Regions from separate parts of the Rattus norvegicus genome. Here all the other regions are linked to region 3. A link is a contact called in public Hi-C data. All regions are on one chromosome and are shown on one strand. Each heading gives the region's core, a stretch centred on a gene start, on an enhancer-like site or on the middle of the called end of the contact. The rest is flanking DNA. Distances are from core to core; before and after follow the strand shown.

What was found. A called contact is a pair of places that touch in the nucleus more often than the background predicts.
Region 1: a Hi-C map of Schwann cells shows a contact between it and region 3, with 5 times the contacts expected there. The contact joins two enhancer-like sites. A contact is called at or near these places in 1 of 12 Hi-C or Micro-C datasets (Schwann cells) and 1 of 1 datasets of contacts at active chromatin or transcription factors (oligodendrocytes).
Region 2: a contact with region 3 is called in a Hi-C map of Schwann cells, with 5 times the contacts expected there. The contact joins two enhancer-like sites. A contact is called at or near these places in 2 of 12 Hi-C or Micro-C datasets (the A7r5 cell line and Schwann cells) and 1 of 1 datasets of contacts at active chromatin or transcription factors (oligodendrocytes).

Annotation. Positions count from the first base shown.
Region 1 is chr1:53,139,876-53,143,040 of GRCr8, forward strand. No RefSeq gene overlaps it. Among named protein-coding and RNA genes, the nearest start is that of Qki, 210 kb to the left of the region's middle. Within about 2 kb of position 1,411, at least 1 of the 93 cell types and tissues checked has an H3K27ac peak or open chromatin away from gene starts, as enhancers often do. A contact at or near this core is called in Schwann cells, where this site is marked.
Region 2 is chr1:53,060,765-53,064,049 of GRCr8, forward strand. No RefSeq gene overlaps it. Among named protein-coding and RNA genes, the nearest start is that of Qki, 130 kb to the left of the region's middle. Within about 2 kb of position 1,282, at least 3 of the 93 cell types and tissues checked have an H3K27ac peak or open chromatin away from gene starts, as enhancers often do. A contact at or near this core is called in Schwann cells, where this site is marked.
Region 3 is chr1:53,479,271-53,482,315 of GRCr8, forward strand. No RefSeq gene overlaps it. Among named protein-coding and RNA genes, the nearest start is that of Pabpc6, 110 kb to the right of the region's middle. Within about 2 kb of position 1,676, at least 52 of the 93 cell types and tissues checked have an H3K27ac peak or open chromatin away from gene starts, as enhancers often do. A contact at or near this core is called in Schwann cells, where this site is marked.

The sequences.
Region 1 (3,165 bases), core at 161-2,660, 340 kb before region 3:
TTTGAGCATTTTATATTCATTACTGACTTTAGTCCTTCCCACGTTTCTCTAAAGAAGTGTCTTTGGAGATAAGTATCATTATTGCCACTGCATCTTTATAGACACCAATGTTCTGCTTAGGTCAACTTGACCTAACCTACCATCAGCTGGGGAGAGAGTTTCAATTGGGGAAATGTCTGGATTCAGTTGGCTTGTGGACATGTCTACGGAAGATTGCCTTGACTGTTAATTGATGTAGGAAATTCTGCCAACTGTGGGTGCTACCATTCCCTAGGCTAGGCACTGAAAGAGTGAAGAAAACTTTCTGAGTATAAGCAAGCAGGCAGGATATATGTTATGCAATCATCTGCTTCAAGCTCCTGCCATTGTGACTCCTCCACAATGATGGACTGTCACCTGGAATTGTAAGCAGAATAAGCCTTTCCACCCTCATGTTGATTTTTTGTCAGGGTGTTTTATCACAGCAACAAAAAATAAAACTAGGCCACCAAGGTACTCAGCAGCTACTTAGCTTACTCACTGACACAGGGCTCGTGTCATACTAATATTTTCTAACAGTTTAGAGTTTAGACTCAGTCAGTCTGGTGCCTATAGTTACTGAGACTAAAACAACAATAATGTGGTAACATGATGAGGCTTCTGTCCCTGTCAATCAAACACAGGCCAAGGGTTTTGTATAGGATAATTAAAGACCTTCACAAGTATTCCTAAAGGGGATCATCCTGGATACTCCCATTGGACTGGGTTTCTAGCCCAAAGGGATTTGCTGTGGATCTCTGTGAGCATGGCCACCCCACACTCTACACATTCTTCTTTGTAACCTTCCTCTCACTGAGTTCATCCTATGAGCATCAGGTTTCCCTGAGGAAATGTTGACAAGACCTTTCATGGTACCACTCTGTAATCTGCTGTTTGCCTTCTACCCTCACTAGTCTTCTTTATAGGGTCTTTCCTGCATTCAAGGGTCTGCTTGTTACTTCATACCTCAAGACTCAGGACTGTTCAACAGCTATGCCAGACCAAACAGATGATCTCCCAGCCACCAAACTGATGCTCTTCTGTGTATCAGGTAATCCTTTCCTTTCTCAGTGGACAGTAGAGTCTGACCTCTCACACCCTCCCTTACAGCTGCGCTCTACACTGGCTCATGCCTTGTGCCCTTGTTTGAGGGTGCTGGGAATTGACAGGACAGGGACCTCCTGCTCACTTTCTTGGTCAGGAACTTTGCTCTTCTTTGAATAAGTTAGTGAGTGTTTTTGGTAAGCTTTTGGAGAACAGAGCTAGGGAATATTAGGACTGTGGTAGCTAACTGGTGACCTTTGTGGGACCCATTGATTCAGCATTATTATTCTTCACCAACAATGGTTGTGCTTCTGATTGAAAACTGGCTGTGTGGGGGAGTGTGGGTATAGGTCACAAAGCTACACTGGAAACCATGGCAGGGAACAAAAGGGTCTTTGATTGGGGTGGGGGTTAATACAATACCTATGATATGAAAGTGTTACTGGATGATTACTGGCACAGGAGGGAGCCCAGTGAGCCAGGTCTGGAAGGAAAGAAGTTACAGGGAGAGGATGAACAAAAACCATTACTTCCTCTGTTAATTTTTTAAAACAGCCTTTAATCTTTGCATTTCCCTTTTAGATAGGAACAATTCTGGGTCAAAAATTTTGAAGATAGTTTGGTGACCCCATCCCTCCACTGGGGGTTCTGTCTATTACTGGAGGTGGTCCCTTCAGGTTCTGTCTCCACATTATTGAGCATTTCAGCTAAGATCGTCACCATTGAGTCCTGGGAGTCACTCATATCCCAGGTCTCTGGGACTTTCTAGAGGTTCCCCTTGACCCCCATACCTCATACTTACATATTTCTACTCATTCTCCTGGACCTCTGGGCTTCTCTCCTTTCTTCCCCATACTTGATTCTGCCCCTCCCCCTCCCCTTCCCTTCTCCCACCCAGGTCCCTTTCTCTCTTTCTCTGGTAATTATCCCCCCCTTTCTAATTGGGATTGAAGCATTTTTACTTGGGCCTTCCTTCTTGTTAAACTTCTTATGCTGGGACAAAAATGGAGCAAAGATTGAAATAAAGGCTATCCAGTAACTGGCCCAACCTGGGATCCATCCCATGGGCACTGACACATTCAAACCCTAACACTATTACTGATACTATGTTGTGCTTGCAGACAGGAGCCTAGCATGGCTGTCCCCTGAGAGGCTCTACCAGCAGCTGACAGAGACAGATGTAGATACTTATAGCCAACCATTGGACTGAGGTTGGAGACCTCTAAAGAAGAGATAGGGGAAGGACTGAAGGAGCTGAAGGGGATGGCAACCCCATAGGAAGACCAATAGTGTCAACTGACCCAGACCCCTGGGAACTCCCAGAGCTGAAGCTACCAACCAAAGAGCATACATGTGCTGGTCTGAGGCCCTGGACACGTATGTAACAGAGAACTGCCTTGTTTGGTCTTGACGGGAGCGGATGCACCTAGTCCTGTAGAGATTTGATGCTCCAGGGAAGGGGGATGCAGGACGTGGATGGATGGGTGAGTGGAGGAAAAAACCTCTCAGAGGCAAAGAGGAGGAGAGATGGAGTGAAGAACTCTTGGAGGGCAGATGGGAAGGGGCAGGGGACAACATTTGGAATGTAAATAAATAAAACAATTTTTAAAACTTGCATTTCCTCTAGCTTGGGGAAATGTGGTTGAATTTGAAGGTCGGTGTGTGGGTTCTACCTAGGCACAACCATTCATCAGTAGCTTAATCTTGTGGAGAGATTATTTCTAGCTATTTCTTGGTTAGTTACAATAACCAGAAAGTATGGCACATCTATAGGGATAACCAGGCGAGAACAACTTTTCTACAGGAAGTCCAAACTGCAAATGAAAACACCAACGGGGAGATAGTGTTTGTTTTCTTTTTTTTCGACAAGATCTTATATTGCCTTGGCTGGTCTTGAGACCTATAGCTGAGGGGGATCTAAAACCTCTGGACCTGCTGCCTCTGCCTCTGGAATACTGGGATAGCAGCAGTATGTCACCACAGGTTTTATTTGGTGCTGGGGATAGAACCAGGGTTTCATATGTGCTATGCAAATACTCTACCAACAGAACTACATTCCTAGCCCAAAAAAGAAACCTTCATGTTCTCTATTGATTTCAGCCT
Region 2 (3,285 bases), core at 32-2,531, 420 kb before region 3:
CATCATTTAATTTGGCCTTATGTGGAGTACAGCTTCTCACTGTGCCAGCTTCCTGCAGGGCCCCCAGCCTCTACTCTTCTTGGGGTTTTCTCAGTAGCAATTTTGGCTTTATCCTGGCCCGTTCTTTCCCCGTCAGCCTCCTCATTTTCTGTCTGGCTCTGATATGGCTGTGAGCATGTGATTAACACAGAGCATGCCTGTTCAGCATTTGATTCTCAGGTTATAGCGAAATGGAAGGGTAGTGCTCTTAGGTGGAATCAGGTGCTCACAGTTGGTTCCCTCATCATGCCTTGGAGAGAAGGGGAACATGTATTGTGAACAATGCTTTCCAGTCTTAATGAGGAGGAGGCATGGGTATGACCAGTGACATCAAGCATGTAGCTAGTAGGGTATGATCATCAGATTCAATGACAATATCAACCTTTAAGCCATAGAGCCATAGGCCTTCTAAGACCTGTTATCAAGTCCACAGGCTAAGAAGTTGCCAATTCTTCCCAGTCTCCAACAACACAGTGCGCTCCAGGGCAGGACGTGCCTCTGAGTGAAGGAAGCCAAGCATCTCTCAGGCTTCCATCACTTGCCCAGATGACTGTTGCCTTCCAACATTCTGTTGGCACCCAAGTCTTCAAAGTTGAAGAACTTCATTGAAGTAGAGTTCTAGCTGCCTTCTGAGCATCATCTGGGGCCAGTAAGATGCATACTTGGTGATGAGACCACTGTAGCAACAGCTCAGAGAGGAGAGAGAGAGAGGGAGAGAGAGAGAGAGAGGGAGGGAGAGGGGGGGAGAGAGAGAGGAAGAGAGAGAGAGAGAGAGAGAGAGGAAGAGAGAAAGAGAGAGAGAGGGAGAAAGAGAGAGAGAGACAGAGAGAGAGGGAGAGAGAGAGAGGAGAGAGAGAGGGAGGGAGAGAGGGAGAGAGAGAGGAGAGAGAGAGGGAGGGAGAGAGGGGGAGAGAGAGAGAGGAAGAGAGAGAGAGGGAGAGAGATTCGACATTTCTGTGCTCCCCCCAGTGTATTCCTGTTATCCGTGAGCCTCTGAAAATATGGCTTGCTCAAGAAAGCATTAGAGCTGAATTATCATTTATGTTTGTCACAGGGGTTGAAAGTGTGTAATGAGACTCCAGAGTTAATGTTTTGTACAAAGCACTTAGGAGAGCCAGGATGAAATTGGCTCCGAGTTCTGATGGGGCGTTTTAATTAAAGATAGTGTCTAATCAAGGGTGGAGCAGAGACTGCTTAGAGAACGCCAGTTCATTGTCCAATCCACTGGTGCAGAGATGGGCAGGCAGCCTCTGTGGAGATCCTGCTGCCAGGAGGGAGGGTGACAGTGAGAAACTGGGAGCAGGAGAAGGGCTGAGGAGCCTGGGCCACCTTGGGCCACATGCATGTGGCTGTGTTTGCAGCCCGTGTGTGTCTATGCCCATGGTTCTGTGAGCATCATAGAAATATCAGTAGTTCTACCCGCAGATCCTCATGAATACTAGTTAATTAGGTCTGGTCAGAGCCCCATGTACATCCCCTAGCTGGTGTGCACAACCCTGTGAGCCCACAGTAAACTGGAAGTTACCCTCTTAACATACAACTTGCATCAGTTTTCCCAAAGGATGATGCATGAAGGACCTTGCATGAAGCTGGATGAAGAGGGAACATCTGTTTGCTCTTCTGATGAACAGTCATGCGGAGACCGAGAACTTAGAGTTCTCCTGTCTATAGTCCTTTAACCTCTGAAGTGCTACGCAGCACATGATATCCTCCGGAGGCTCGAGGAAGCCTATGCCAGCTCTTTGTCACTGATCACACTTCCCTTCCCTCCGTGCCCTCAGGCCCAGCCTAGCCCAGTGTGTATCCCAGATAACGTTGCTTACAGTTTAACAGGGAGGAGTCTTGGACAGGTGGGCACACAAACATGGATCTGTAGTGACTTTTGCCTTTGAGGCTTCTGGGCCATATTCTGGCAGCTCTATGTCTATGTTAGCATTTCAGCAGGAGCCAAAACACTTCTGCTGTTTTCTCTGGGCCCCGCTAACAGTTTGTTCTTCTTGCAGGGAGTTGGCTCAAACAGAGGGTGGGTGGCCTGGGCTCCCAGCACTCCCTGCAGAGCTACCTAGAGAAAACGCATTAATGAGACACGGAGCCAGTGTTTGAAGAGTGACCTGCCTCTGAGAATTGATGCATAAATACCAGGCTAGGCAGGCAGGAAGCACCCGACACCAGGCGTTTGCTCGCTTTTCCTTAGTGCTGTGTGGCTGTAAGGCCGGGCTAAAGCTTAGTGAACTAATTGAGTAAATTAAATGAATGGTAAGGATTCCCACACTTATCTAGGAGACATAACATGCAATTTATTTCTTTTCAAAGTTCCTGTACACGTATGGGTATTTACCTGCCTGTATGTGGGCCTGAGCACCACATGTGTGCAGCGCTCACAGAGGCCGGAAGAGGACAGTGGATGCCTCGGAAGTGGAGTTGCAAATCGCTGTGAGTCACCACATGAGTTGCCTAGAATTGAACCTGGGGCCTATGGAAGGTCAGCTAATGCTTTTAATTGCTGGGCTGTTTTCTCTAGCCTCCAACAGAAGGTTCTAGATAGTCTGTGTGATTGGTCCAAGACTGTCTCCAATCAAAATATACTCTGTTAAAGCTTTAAAATGCATTCTTGGTACATCATGGAACAAGGAAATCACAGGGTTTCAGTAATGGCCTCAAGCTTCTTGTTTGCTGGGATCAGTGGAATGAGCTAACGTGAGTTACAGGCAACATCTCTGTGGGTTGAACTTGTAGTCAGAGATGCTAGTCCTATTCCTGGGTCCCAGTGGCAATGACCTGCTGTAGGAGGCAGAGAAACTCCTCAATATCCAGTGTTTTTCCACTCTGCCAGCTCCAAGTGGTTCTCTGGCTCCTGGCGCTCTGTTCTCTTTGCTCTGGGATGTATACTTTCTATTCAAGTATTTATTTCTCCTTAAAATGCACATCCCCCTGAAACTGGTTTTAGCCCATGCACACTCTATATTTCCTGTGAGTTAGGGTCCCCTCCCTCCCTGCAGTGGAAGCTTGAGGCAGAGGAGGAGAAAAGATGAAGACATGGGGACCCGGTGGACCATGTGCCTTGAACCTGGGTGCGACAGCCTTCCACACATGCTTGTTTTCACGCTGAGGTTGTAGAATTTTCTCTCTGGGGCTTCAATCTTACATTTTAATGCATCCATATAAACCATGTTTTTTCCCCACAATTTTCTCATTGTTTTAATATAAAGAGCCAAATAATATTTCTGTCTTCATGCATGATAGTCA
Region 3 (3,045 bases), core at 426-2,925:
CTGTCTTGAAGAACAATGTAAGTAGCTCCTGAGAATACTTGAGGCTAGCCTCTGGCTTCTACATGAACATGCATACACATGCACCTAAAAACACATGAACATGTATGAATACCTGTTCATGTTGAATACACACATGCCAAGGCCACGAAGGAAGGAAGTAAACTTACTTAACATCTAGAAGTGAGTGAGAGGATTGAGCCCCATCAGAGAGGGCCCTGTGTGGAGATCACAGCTGAGGGGCAAGCCAAATAGAAGGATTGGATTACACAGGTCTCTAAGATGGACACTTCCGACCTCTGCATCTCCCTGCTTCAGACCTGCCTTCAAGCTGTCCCCTCAGAACACCAGCTGCCACCTTTCTTCCTTTCCAATAATTTCTAGTTAGTGGCACCTCCAGACAGGCTGTTGCCTTCTGGGGTATTTTGTGCTTTGCATTCAGTAGTTGAACCTTTCAAGGACACAGGTGTCTGGGCCACCCTATGGAGACAGGATGCTTGCTCCACAGCTGACTAGCTTTTTGGGAAGTATGAAGGGAAAGGATCACTGCCCATGACCCAAGACTCAGGAGGTAGATCAGGTGGCAGGTGACAGCAAAAAAGGGCCCTGCAAAGCAGACTGGACCATGTGGATCAGGGTACGCACAGTAAACAGTCTGGCTTCTCACCTGACACCTCTGCTTTGACAGAATTAACAGTGAGTCACACTGCTTTGTCCAACTTTTGAGGAATGTAGGGGAGACATACCAGAAATGACACGTTTCTGTTCTTTCAGGAGGGAAGGAATCCTGGGATGTCTGATGACGCCATCTTTATAGCAATGGCTGAGGAGACACAGCTGAAACCATTGGAACTGGTTTCTGCAGCCAGGTTCCGGTAGAAGTTGGGATCTGGACATGCTAGGACATGAGGGTATGTGTTCTCTCTTCACAGAGATTAAAGCCCCTTTGACGTTTTCCTCTCTTCTTCCATTCTGAGGATAGGGCCGAGTTCTAAAGGAGCTGCCTCTAAATGTTGGGATTGGGTGTGGGTTTGCAAGTAGGACCTGAGCTCCTGTGGAAATTTCTTTACTCTTCTGCTGTCCGTTGGCTCACCCATCTCTTGTGCTGCCACAAGCAGAGGTCTGGATGGTTTTGAAGCAAGTGAAGGAGTACATTTTGCTCCTAAAAGGCCTCTGCTTGCTCCCACTTGTGGGTTCCGTTGTTTTTACCCCTCATTTGCTTCTGTCTTTTCTCAACCAGCATGGACACCGAGGAGGGCCAAACTGGCTCTGTTCTCCTCTCATTCTTGCCCTCTCTTTCAAGCCTCTTTTACTTTTTATGAAAAAAAGAAAGAAAGAAAGAAAGAAAGAAAGAAAGAAAGAAAGAAAGAAAAGAGAAAAGAAAGTGTAGGAGGCAGGCATTGCCATAGCAACTGATGTGGGCCTTTGGATCTGAGCTTCACTGGTGGGGAAGTACTGGCCTCAAAGAAGCTGAAAAAAGGAGGAAGGGACGGAGGGGGGAGGGAAGGAGGGAGGGAGGGAGGGAGGGAGAGAGAGAGAGAGAGAGAGAGAGAGAGAGAGAGAGAGAGAGAGAGAGTCAAGAAACATCGGAGGAAGTGGGTAGCAAGTAAAGACGGCCTAGCAAAACCCCAAATGCATTTGCGGTGACATCACTGTCTTTCCCACAGGGGCCATTGACACCGGACGAGAAGCGTCCATTCAAGGCCCCAAAGCCACTCTCCAGGTCTGGTGGGGGAGCCCCCACTCTCACCGTGAATGCTTTTTTGTTGGGGAACAGTGGAGCGTTTCTGAAAGCTTGCATAAATGACTGAGGAATTCCCTGCCCTTGCCAGGAAGTCCAAGGCACTTGTAAGCTAACAATGCGGAACTTTATCTCCTGTCCCATGCTGGAGGTTCCAGCTGTAGGCTCCGAATTCTAATAAGGGCTTTACTCATGCGGTTGAGGTTAGGGTAATATTTTATCCGTCTCCTCTTTTCACTCAGATGCAGTCATTCCTGGTGTAGAGAGCCAGAGGCAAGCTCTGACGACTAAGATGGGCTGGGGTATGAGTGAGGAGGGTGGATGGTGAGCAAATTAGAGGAAGGAAGTCAGAAAATGGTTTTCCTATTATTAGCTTGATGGGCCAGTTTGCCGCTTGTGGAACTCTACACTGACAGGGAGGAGGAGAGAAAAGGTTCACAGTGACTGTGAACCCCCTCCCCCACCAAACCAGAAATCTTACCTTAGGACCTTGTCCACTTTTGGAAAAGTGCTCAGTGATCTCCGGTTTAACAAAAAGAACAGCAGCAAAGGCAGAAGGCATGCCTGGCGTTAGAGTGCTTGCGCCTGCGCAGTTAGCTTCCATGGCTATAGGAAAATGCCTGTTTATCCTTTAGTGGTTTCCTGTCCCAGATTTGCCAATTCAGCTTTGAGAAGACGGCTGGCTTTTGGCTAAGTAGGTGTTAAATCCCTGCATGTAAGTTCTTAGAACATCCCCTGAAAGAGCCAGCAAGTTGGGTCAAGTATGTCCCCGGGGAAGCCGGGAAAGATGTTTTCTAGTAGCTGGATAAAGTGGTGACATTTTAAAGAATGCACAACATGGCATGTGTTTATTGTCACGAATGCTGCTTCAGTTAATTTTCATGGAACCCCCAGGGATGTCTATTCCCAGCCCCTTTGAATATGGCTGTGTCCATGCACTCACACACTGCCTCTCTCCCGCAGTTTCACTTCTGCCTTTGTTAGAGTCTGACCTCAGGTCTTCCGGGAGCTTAGATCCTGGTTCACAGAAAATGAAAGACAGACTCATCTAGAAGAAGACAGGAATCTTCTGGGAAGTGTAGGGGGAGCCAAGCATGTGACCCCGGTGCAGTTTCTTCCTCTTATGCTCTTCGCCCACGAATCACACATTCAACTTCCTGGAAGACACAGGATGGCCCAACCTACAGAGCGATGTGTAAAAAGAGGATTAACCAGATTCCACCTGCACACTTGCCGACCCTAGAAGTTGCTAGGCTCAGGAAGACAGGATGGCATGGATAAGACCATCTTCCCAGAAGCTCTTCTTT